Linked DNA regions of Mus musculus: region 1 is linked to region 2. Evidence: chromatin contacts called from public promoter capture Hi-C data. All regions are on one chromosome and are shown on one strand. The core of a region is the stretch at or near the end of the contact, and the rest is flanking DNA. Distances in the headings are between cores, read along the strand shown.

Region 1 (5,598 bases), core at 1,718-4,217, 290 kb before region 2:
AATACTGGGTCATCCACTAAACCTTAATATTATGAGGGATTTATAAACTTATCTGCCTAGCTATTTAAAAACTGACTTTTAACTTTACGGGAGCGAATGTAGGAGGCCCAGGCTGAACATGAGTAACACGGGGATGAGCAGGCCGTATGCAGGGAGAGTGATGCTCTTGGAATCACACTCTCGTGGGCAGGAGTGAGGGAAATAACAGGAAAGCCAAAACACAAGCATGTCGCCATCTTACTTTAATGAAATTAAATGAAAAGCAAGCTTTGTAAAAGAAAGCACATCTGCAGATGGAACAACTGCAGCAGCATGCCTGCTCAGTTGATAAAGGAAATAAAAGAATAATCAAGGTATTGGGAACGTTCTATTTTAATCAAGGTTCCAAATTCACATGTCTAAACACAAGAGCTTTCCAAACTAATATGAAAGAGAAGGGATTCCTTCCTCCCACGTGTCTAACAGTATCTTCATGAGCAAATAAGCAGATGAATATCTTAACTTTTTAGAAAAAGACATGAAAAATGCAAATTACCCTGATAACCAAATGATGAGAAATCACAGCATAGATGGAAACAGATATGGTCATTCTAAAGATTTGTTGTTCAGTCACCACTGGGTCCACTAAATCATCTCAAACATTGTAGGAAGAAACCCTAATATGTTTTTTGAGAAGCTAACATTTCAGAGACACGTTTGTACACACGTGTTGCCAGTCGTTGGATGTCATAAAATGAAGAACGACAACCAAATCTCCCAAGAGCACACCTGAGGCTACTGAACTTCTACTCTAGTTCCCTGCTTGCAAGGATGCTGCTGCTGCGCTTCCCATAGCAACATCCTTGCATATGAGGAATACCCAGAATCACGGCCAACAGATATTACTCAAGACACATTATTAGGCTGAGAGATATCGATAAAATTATTCTTGTCACTCTGTGGCAGAACAAAATTAACTCGATACAACAATATCTTTCTGTGTAAACAGTTAGGCATCGTCTGTAGGTCTGCTGTTTCGTGAGTCTGATGAAGTCCAGGAACTAAGTCATGACCAACAGATCTTTACCTTGACTTGAAAAGTTATTTGATTTATACACACTAATCGAATGGTAACTGTTTAGTTATGCTTATGTGATAAGTCAATTCCTTGAAATACAGAGCTGATAAGACGTTGACTAGAGAATAAAAACAAGCACATAAGTTGCTCAGTCAGCCAAGTACATTATTATGGTTTAAGATGTAATATTTTACTTTCCTGATGCATATGTGGATACAGATGATTGACTTGTATAATTCGTTATATCCATAGAAAGAAGTAAATAAATAAAGGGACTAAGACATAGTTGCTAAACTTTTGTATTGCAGATTTGTAGAGTGTTTTTGACCATTTCAGCAAGAGCTCTATATAAGGCTTGCAAATTGTATTCAGCCTGAAATTATATTCTCATGATCTTACTCCTTGTCACATATTTTCATGTAAGCAAGCCCACATTTCTTTGAGCCCTACAGGCATAAAAAAACGGAATATGATATCAGAATTCCCTCAGCTGATAAAAATCACAGTGTGGTTAGCTGTGTCCTAGCCCTGGATACTTGGATGGTGACGCAGATTTCCTGGCTTGTACACTCAATAAGAAGTCAATGATTTACCTTCAGTGTCCTGGGTGAGGTGGGGTACCATCATTATGACCCAGGAAAAGGGACACGGTAGCTTACCTAGAAGCATTTTCTATGAACAATGGGAGGTCCAGCTTCGTCATATTCCTGCTTACTGATCCACATCTGCTGGAATGTGGACAGGCTGGCGAGGATGGAGCCCCCAATCCAAACCGAATACTTGCGTTCTGGGGGAGCTATGATCTTAATTTTCATGGTACTTGGTGCCAAGGTTACAATTTCCTTCTGCATCCTGTCGGCAATGCCTGGGTACATGGTACTGCCTCCAGACAGCACAGTGTTGGCAAATAAATCCTTACGAATATCTACATCACACTTCATGATCGAGTTGAAGGTTGTCTCATGGATGCCTCTGGATTCAATGCCTAGAAAGGAAGGCTGGAAAATGGCTTCTGGGCACCGGAAGCGTTCATTTCCAATGGTGATCACCTGCCCATCAGGGAGCTCATAGCTTCTCTCTAGTGAGGATGAAGCGGCTGCAGTGACCATCTCCTGCTCAAAGTCCAGGGCCACGTAGCACAACTTTTCTTTGACATCCCGCACGATCTCCCTCTCTGCTGTGGTGGTGAAGTTATAGCCTCGTTCTGTCAGAATCTTCATGAGGTAATCAGTCAGGTCCCTACCTGCCAGATCTAGTCGTAGAATGGCATGAGGCAGAGCGTAACCTTCATAGATAGGCACAGTGTGAGTGACCCCATCCCCAGAATCCATCACGATACCTGTAGTCCTTCCGGAAGCATAGAGGGATAGCACGGCTTGGATTGCTACATACATGGCAGGTGTGTTGAAAGCCTCGAACATTATCTGAGTCATCTTTTCCCGGTTGATTTTGGGGTTAAGGGGTGCCTCGGTGAGAAGAATAGGATGTTCATCCGGTGCTACCCGGAGCTCATTGTAGAAAGTGTGGTACCAGATCTTCTCCATATCATCCCAGTTGGTGACGACTCCGTGTTCAATGGGATACTTCAAGGTCAAGATGCCTCGCTTGCTCTGGGCCTCATCTCCCACATAACAGTCCTTCTGGCCCATGCCTACCATGACCCCCTGGTGTCGTGGACGACCAACCATGGAGGGGAACACAGCACGGGGGGCATCGTCACCCCCAAAACCTGCCTTGCACATCCCTGACCCATTATCTACTACCAAAGCAGTCAGCTCATCGTCAACCATGGTTGCTGGCTGGGATCTTCCAGATGGGTGAACAAAAGTTCAATAGAGGTGAGTTCTAGACTATGATGTGCGAGACAGAGAATGGGTACTCAGAACACTTCAGAACTGCCCTCAGAGAAGAGAGCCTGGACCTCGAGCACAGGTATTTAAAGGAAGACTCCGACTCCACCCATGTCCTACCCCACCAGTTCCCAGCATTTCTGGGCGGGGCTACCTTTGAGGTGCTAATAATGATGATAATTACAGAAATCATTAGTAGGCCTCTTTCATAAAGAGAAAACTGGCTACCAAGTGGCTAAATCTCAGGGTGCTGTAATTAGGCAACCCACACACTGCTTCCGGGTCTGCTTGGTGAGGTCTCTAGATTTCTATGTGATGCAGAGGGAATGTGAGAGAGAACTAGAGATGGAGTCTGTGCTCCTGCTCCGTGGACTGCTCCTCTTAAGCGCGCACTCTGACGGCGCTTAGCCTTGACTTTCCAGTTTTGATATATTACTCATAGGAAGGGCCTGATACTGTATTTATTTTTTTTAAGTTTTTCTTTCTCATTATTAGAAGATGTCATCACGATAGAAGCTGTTTTAATGAAAGAAAATAACGAGTGGCCTCGGGTGGCCTAATGGCTTTAATCAGAATATACTTTGTGCCATGAAAAATGTAGAGCTATTTAACTGACCTCAGATCTGCCAGCCACAAGTAAAAGCAAGAGGGTGATCAATAAAGTAAACCACTATACATTTTTTTCTGACAAACTATCTAATAGCCACATTATATTCTTTATATTTTCTAATAACCAAATTTATTATCATGCATTGACATTGTTCGTAGGTTTACCAAGCCCATGTTGACTGCACAAAGGCATAATGCCAATGTTTTTGAGTGATTTATTTGTTTTTCAAAAATTTTTTTATTAGATTTTTTCTTTTTTAAAAAATTTTTATTAGATATTTTCTTCATTTACATTTCAAATGCTACCCCCTTTCCTAGTTTCCTCTTTGAAAGTCCCCTATACCCTCCCCTGCCCTGCTCCCCAGCCCACCCACTCTCACTTCCTGGCCCTGGCATTCCCCTGTACTGGGGCATATAAAGTTTGCAAGACCAAGGGCCTCTCCTCCCACTGATGGCCGACTAGGCCATCCTCTGCTACATATGCAACTAGAGACACATCTCTGGGGGGTACTGGTTAGTTCATATTGTTCCTCCTCCTATAGGATTGCAGACCCCTTTAGCTCCTTGGGTACTTTCTCTAGCTCCTTCATTGGGGGCCCTGTGTTCCATCCAATAGATGACCGTGAGCATCCACTTCTGTATTTGCCAGGCAGTGGCATAGCCTCACAAGAGATATTAGGGTCCTGTCAGCAAAATCTTGCTGGCATATGCAATAGTGTCTGGTTTTGGTGGCTGATTATGGGATGGATCCCCAGGTGGGGCAGTCTGGCTATTATAAATAAGGCTGCTATGAACATAGTGGAGCATGTGTCCTTATTACAAGTTGGAACATCTTCTGGATAAATGCCCAGAGAGGTATTGCTGGATCTTCCAGAAGTACTATGTCCAATTTTCTGAGGAACCACCAGCCTGATTTCCAGAGTGGTTGTACCAGCTTGCAATTCCACCAACAGTGGAGGACTATTCCTCTTTCTCCACATCCTCGCCAGCATCTGCTGTCAACTAAATTTTTGATCTTAGCCATTCTGACTGGTGTGAGGTGGAATCTCAGGGTTGTTTTGATTTGCATTTCCCTGATGATTAAGAATGTTGAACATTTTTTTTCAGGTGCTTCTCAGCCCTTTGGTATTCCTCAGTTGAGAATTCTTTGTTTAGCTCTATACCCCATTTTTAAATAGGGTTATTTTTAAAATACAAATAAAATACAAATTTTAATATACAAATTATGATAATCTTATTTTCAATAAATTTTTATAAAATAGTTGAGCTACACAACAATAAACAAACTAAATGATAAGATAAAATTTTAAATTATATATTTGCGTACATATTGATCTTTTAAATAACTAGATCTTCAAGATGCATGTATTTTTTTTTTTTATGGCATCAAGTCCATTTGTAGTTGTTAACATGACACAATTGGTACAGTATTGCTCTCCTCTTTTTTAATGATTTATTATACCGACCACTTCGGAGAAAGTTTACTTGAATTTAATATTTAATGTAGAAATACAGACAGTATGGTAGATGTGTCATGATGGATCATAGGCCAGGAGGACCTGGGAAACCATCAGTTACCAATGTTCATGACTTCTTGTCCCAAATGGGTCAGGTAAGTAGGAGAATAACTTCTTGGTCTCTCTACTCCCTCACCCCTCACTACCTGAGGCAGTTGGGAGAGCTGACCCCAGTGGTTATGAGAGTGGGAGACCTGGCCCATCCTCTCACCAGCTGCAGCCCTTTGGAGAAAGGGCCCCAGTCTTTGACTGGGCAGGACATTGGTTTTGGCTCTGGAGGCATGAATGTGGGTGAGCCAGCTCCGAGGAGACCGTGTGAGGAGCCAATATTGTTGGTGTCACAGAAGTCAGAGACCTTGAACCACACCAATGCCTCATTGCAATGAATGTTCACTAGTGAAAATGTGGTGACAGAAGGGTATATTGTGGGAAACTCTACAGCTTCCATGACAAAATGCTTTCTATGTTTCGTTTCGTTTATTTTGTTTGGGTGTATGTTTTTTTTGGGGGGGAGGGTGGGAATTGCAAGGGCAAGGGTGGATATGAGGGGACAGGGAGATGAGTG
Region 2 (6,191 bases), core at 2,494-4,993:
CACTGCACACTGGGTCTGTACATCTACCTTTCCCAACTGAACAGCTGCATCTCTCTAGACATCACTGAGCTATCTGATGCCTCTCTCTTTCCTCTCCCCCTTTTCCCTCCCTCCCCTCCCCAACCCTCCCCTCCCTCTCTTCTCCCCTCCCTTCTCTTCTCTCCTCTCCTCTGGTCTATAGTTCCCTACAATTCTGTACTGTTGTTGGACCTCCCCCCCTCCAAGTCCTTATTATTTGATACATAAAACCAAGACTGCCTCTGTAAACTAGACTACAGCTTCCTCCTGAATTAGTTTCCCACACAATATTGTCTTAGAAGACTGATTTTGTCAGCTTTGCCTGCAGGAGAAGTTAGATAAATATTAAATATTGCTTTTTATATCTATCCAGACAATTGCATCAAGAACATTTAAGTGCTTCTTTTCTGCTCCACATTTTGTAGCCTGCTACATTTTCTAGCTGCAGGCTCCCTTTCCCTCTGCTTTTAATCGTTATTATGTGTCTGCTGGCTGAGAAGGAAGAGGTTTTAGGGAACAGTGGTAAATTGGACAATGGTCTGTACAACCTCAATGTAATTAGTGAGACAAGCTGAATTTTGAATACACCCAATAACACCACACAAACCATTCATCCAGGAGCAGAACTAGAAAAAGGTGAAAAACAAAACTCCAAAAAATGCCATGGATAAGTGTCTAATAGGAAGCCTTTCTGCAGATCTGTCATTAACAGCTTCACCATGGCCAATGGGTAGAGAAGGTTGAAGAGGACTTTCTAATTAGTTCTTGCTATAATATACATCAGCTGCCCAGTATTGGAACAAGGTAGGACCAGCTGTCATAACTGAGGAGAAAACCTTTAATTCCCTCTTCACTGCTCCTCCACAGCCCTACAGCTGGGCAACCATCTGTGACACACATCTATCTCCTACTGTTACAGGGACCACTAACACTCTAGATCACTGGCCAATTGAAAGGGAAATTTTTCTAACTGATTTTTGGTAATAGTTCCCAAAGGCCAAACTAGAAAGATTGTTCCGTTCTTGAGGCCAGATAGGAAACTCCTGATTTCTAAGAATGAAGGACACTTTGAAACGCTAGCGAAGAAAACCCTCGTGGTTTCCACAGTTCCCTTTCCTGGACTTCAATGATGAGACACTGAAAACTGTCATTAACCCTGACAGTGGAGTCCAGTGCTAACTGCTAATGGAGACTGGTGAATTCTCTGGCTAACCCTCAAGCCACCTTTTTTTCTAAGTATTTCTTTTTTGAGACAAGATTTCATAGAGCTCACAGCTCTATGTAGCCGAAGGTGACCTTGAACTCTTGATCTTTTTGAGCTCAGGCTGGCCTTGCATCTACTATGTAGCTGGAGATGGCCTTGAATTCTTGATCTTCCAGCCTCTAACTCCTGTGTGATAGGCTATAGGCCTGTGCAACTGTACTCATCCCCAGCTTTGTTTCTGAATTTCTGCTGGAGCTGCTCACATATTCCTGGAAGCTGGCACCTGACTGAGAAGCCTAAACTTGCTGGATTGAGCATGAGTGTGCAGTAGAAAGTGGATAAAGAGAAAAAATTATAGATTAAATAACCACACCCATGTGGTACGTGGGTTGTACAGTTTTGCATTCTTTCCTTTCCATCCTTTCACCATGAGTAGAGAAGTACAATTTAACCCATATGCCATTTTAAAGTCACCTTCTAGTAAGTCATAATCAGACGAGAACTTGAACATGACGTTAGAAGCAGAAACCAACTTGCTGAGAAATCATCCGGGCTTCCCCCAACAGTCATTTGAGTGGGTTTTTAGAAAAGTAGAAAATTTCCAATTCTAGACAGACTCTGGTTTTCAAATCTTTCCCATAGTCCTTCAAATATTGAGTCTTAGGTCCAGCTGCTCTCCTCATTATTGACATACTTTGTCTTGTGCCCTGGGAAATCAAAGTTTCATTCCAACCTGGATATAGATAAGGGCCCACTAAGTCAGACATAACTGTGAGGCAGGTTTGGGGGACTGGAGTTGGTAGCCATCTGCACACCCTAGAAAGATGCAGCATTGAAGATGATTAAGTGGAGAGAGCAAGGAAGGAACTGTCAAAGACAACATCTTTCTGATGTGTATGGTGATTTCACGGTGGACCTCTGCAGCTGGTGTGTGTGTCAGGGGAGGAGGATGAGAAAGGAGCTATAATAGACTTTGTACAGTGACTGGCTTGAAATTAAGAATCCCTATTAGCCCTAGCTCTGCCGGTGAAGTATGAAGCCTAAGGCATGTCAGTTCCCATCTTATTTTAAAAGCAAATAGATGAAGTAATTTATGCATCGATCTAGTGCTCTTTTCTTTGTTAGAAACTTCGTGATGAAACAGAAATGACACATTTTAGAGCAGAAGAGATCTTACAGTTGTATGCTCTATGGCCTGGTCTAGTGATATTCCTTAGTTTCTTATTCATAAACGGAAGAGAACAAAGGCCAGAAAGTTGTTATAAAAGGACAGCCAGCATCACAAACACTTTCCAAGGTTCCAGAATATAGATGACTGTAACCAGGAAGATCACCATATCCAATGGTGCCATGACCTAGTCTGAAATAGACACATGTTGGAGAGTGACAATTGCTGTGACGAGACTCTATGACTACCCAACTCTTATAAAGGAAAACATTTAATTGGGGCTGCCTTACAGTTTCTAGGTTAAGTCCATTTTCATCATGGCAGGAAGCATGGCAGCATCTGGGCAGGTGTGGTGCTGGGGAAGTAGCTGAGAGTTCTACATCTGGATCTGAAAGCACCAGGAAGAGAAAGAGACACTGGGTTTGGCTTGAGCATTTGAAACTTCGAAGCTACCTCCAGTGTGGCACACCTCCTCAACAAGGCCATGCCTCCTAATAGTACCACTCCCTCTGCACCTATGGAGGCCCTTTTCATTCAAACCACCACACAGGGGGCAGTGCTAGATTCACTTCTGTCCCTGGTGATAAATAGCCTGGTGTCTATGTAACTAAAAATAAAATAACGCAAACCTCTGGCTTGGTCTTTGAATAGAAAACTGATGCCACAGGCTTAAAAACATTATCAGCAGTTTGGGTTCCATTGCACCATATGCCTCAATCCAACTCTGTGGCCTGGAGAACGTCACTTGGAGAACGTCACTTGGCCCTCTTGGCTCTGCTAGGAAGTTCTCCTAGTGGAGGAGAAGGCGACAGCATGTGTCTGGCTGCTTCAATCCTGCCCGGGAAGTGCAAAGCCCCATCGGCTTAAAGGGATTGAAGAATGACTTCTTTGGATGATCTTCCTGGCGCTCTTGGACTCCTGTGTTGAGAACTGAGGGGTGAGGATTAGGGAGAAGCTCCAAAGACATTGGCTTAAGCTCATTGCCACTGTTTTGGCCAATTTAAGCACGTGTAGGAAAAACAGAGAAATAAATCCATATGGTATTACATTTTCACCAACAACGAACTACTCCTGTTTATAAGAAAAATGACCTTTAGGTAAATTTGATGCCTGGGAATCACCTGAAGAAAGATTATTTTTTTGAAAGCTGTTGTGCCTGTGTGAGCCAAGAGTACTTCACGGCTATGAATTTGACAATTCAGTCTCCACAAAGCAACTGTTTGATCCTAGCAGTGATTGGAACTCTGTCCTCTAGAGGGCAGGAATGTACCAGATTTAAAGAACATGGAGGCTTGCACTGTGCTAGGGAGGAGCCAAATGCCCTGCTTACACTGTGTGAAAGAGGAAGGGAGGGAAAGAGATTACCCTAAACTAGTCTCTTAGACTAGGAACAGTAGGAAATCTTGTCTTGAATATTGAATAAGGTATTTTTAAATTGATGTGTTTTATTTTTTTTTTTCTTGGTTTATCTTGGCTTTCCTCTGCACCAACCCAGCTGGTCCTTGTTTTCATTTTTGTAGTTTTGTTTCGTTTTTCTTCAGATTTTGTACTTTGTATTCTAGGTTGGACATGAACTCACTATGTTGTTCAGGATAACCTCAAATTCCTGATGGCCCCGCCCCCACCTCCCACATGTTGGAATTATATGCATGTACCCACCACGCCCAGCTAAGAAATTCTTACAATGATTAAGCACCTTTTAGCTGAGACATTAACAGTAGAAGTAAGTTTCCTTGGCACAGCCCTTTCAGAGCGTGGGGAGACCAAGCCTGGAGCAGGGAATGGTGTCTTTTAACTCATTCTACAGATCCTGAGTAGCCTAACACAGGAGGATGCTCTGCAGATTAATCAGAAACTGAACATAAAAAGATCACTTGGGATGTTAAAACATAAGAACTGTCAGTCAAGATCTCTGGGATTGGCAGTCTGAGAGTCTTAGAAGGCCTTTTCTCCCATGCCATGGCTTTTCAGTTAACCCAGTGCTAGATGCTCTTTGTCTCCCTTGGAGAGAAATTGCCTTGAGAATATGCTTCATGTTGGCAGAGGGATTGCACAGGGAGGTTTAAACAGCAGGCTGCCGAGAGTCCAGGACATGTTGAGGCATAACCTGCTGCCGGTGGACCATGCTGCTCCAGGCGTGACCTGGGAGTTACCGGCAGAGTTTCACACCATTGTTCCTGCTGCTCTGCTTGCTCTCCAAGGAGAGGAAGGCTTACACCACAGCTTTCCCAGGGTCCAGACACTTGCCAGCAGCTGACCCATCAGGAAATGGCCTCTCCCCTCTTCCTTCCCACATTCCTTCCTTCCTGAGCTTCCCCAGTCCAAGGTGTGGCCGCGCGCCCAGAAGATCTGCTCTGCTTGATTGACAAGCAAACAAAACCTTCCTCTTAGATAAGCAAGATCACAGGTCTGTAGGAAATCTATTTGTTTCTGGATGGAGCTTGTCTGCTCTCGCTGTCTCAATAGCTACAGTGCTGACTTCATAGTTTCTTATCATATCTTTAGGATGTGTGGAACAGTAAATCCTAAAACAATGAGCTCTGCTTTGTAACATTTTTTTTAACAGGCTAATTCACAGTGAAATACTACACTTTGTTCTACAGAGTTTATGGTGGTCTCCCTTGGAGTCCTTAGCCATTTGTACTGTGCAATAAGAAAGACTAGAAGAGAGATTTCCTTTTTGAACTTTCTTTTTAATTTAGTTCTTTAGAAATTTGTTATTCCTGACAAGAGCTGGGAATTCAGGAAAGGGTGCCCCTTGCCACTTTTGGGGAGAATCTTTTTAACACAGATGCAACCCAAGAGAGAATGACAGAAAACTGTGCAATATTTTGGCTCAACAAGGTTGTCCCTTGACTTTTACATTTGTGTAAATGGAGAGCCTTCTTGGGATTTTTTTTCTTTGTTGCCTCTTGTATGGCTCTAGGTAAACCTGTGTGTGTAGGTATGCATGTGTGTGCATGTGTGTGTGTATGCATAAAAGGACCAAAGGTAAACTACTTCCAGATTCATTTTAAAGCTGATGCCTACCCTAAGATCATTTAAGGAAGAGCAAACATGTTTCTTCTTTTTAAAAGAATTTTTAAAACATTTTTTTAATTGTTCGCAACGGTTATCACTAATATCAGGTCTAGGAAAAGAGTATCTGCAGCAGACATATTGTTTCATGTTTTATTTCCCAGATGGACAAAAGGGAGATATATACATAGAAGGGGTTGATAGCAATCTCCAGAACGGCCTGTTCGTAGCCTGCAAGATAGGTATTGTTATCCACGTTGATCAAATGAGAAAACTGGTGCTTGGGCAGGTGAGTGAATTGCTATATTTACTCAGCATGTAAAGTAGGATTAGTAATCGAATCCATGATCTCAGATTTCATGTTTTGCTTCTTTAAGAGTACGTTTATTTTTACTATGATGTTTTAAAATGAGCATCTGTAACATGTGACCAGGAACTCAACTTTTCCCTCCTCTCAGTGTCCAAACTAGAGCTGTCTATTCAGCATGAAGATGTTTTCTGTGGTTGTGGTGGTTTGGCTAGGTATAGTCCCAGAGATTCATGTGTTTGAATCCTTGGCCATAGGGAGTGGCACTATTAGAAGGTTTGGCTTTATTAGAGGAGTGTGGCCTTGCTATAGGAAATGTGTCACTGTTGAGGCAGACATGAGGTCTTAAATGTTCAAGCTACTCCCAGTGTGAAACATATTCAGGCTCCTAGCTGCTTTCAGATTAAGATGTAGAACTCTCAGCGCCATATCTGCCTGCATGCTGCCATGTTTCCCACCACAATGGACTGAACCTC

The links. Promoter capture Hi-C pulls out the DNA fragments that hold promoters and counts their contacts.
Region 1: a promoter capture Hi-C map of hippocampal neurons shows a contact between it and region 2, with 8 times the contacts expected there. The contact joins the promoter of Actbl2 here to the enhancer-like site in region 2. A contact is called at or near these places in 8 of 39 promoter capture datasets (the 3T3-L1 cell line, cranial neural crest, hippocampal neurons and 4 more), 21 of 484 Hi-C or Micro-C datasets (B cells, CD8 T cells, the G1E-ER4 cell line and 14 more), 3 of 115 datasets of contacts at active chromatin or transcription factors (T-cell acute lymphoblastic leukemia, embryonic basal ganglia and pancreatic cancer cells) and 3 of 9 other capture datasets (adipose tissue, embryonic stem cells and pancreatic islet).

Annotation. Positions count from the first base shown.
Region 1 is chr13:111,252,382-111,257,979 of GRCm38.p6, reverse strand. It overlaps Actbl2 (actin, beta-like 2), which reads right to left and starts at 2,967. Exons shown (of 1, transcript NM_175497.3): 1 at 231-2,967. The coding sequence starts at 2,847. The coding sequence ends at 1,717.
Region 2 is chr13:110,965,768-110,971,958 of GRCm38.p6, reverse strand. No RefSeq gene overlaps it. Among named protein-coding and RNA genes, the nearest start is that of 4930526H09Rik, 65 kb to the right of the region's middle. Within about 2 kb of position 3,743, at least 130 of the 459 cell types and tissues checked have an H3K27ac peak or open chromatin away from gene starts, as enhancers often do. A contact at or near this core is called in adipose tissue, cerebellum, embryonic fibroblasts and 7 more, where this site is marked.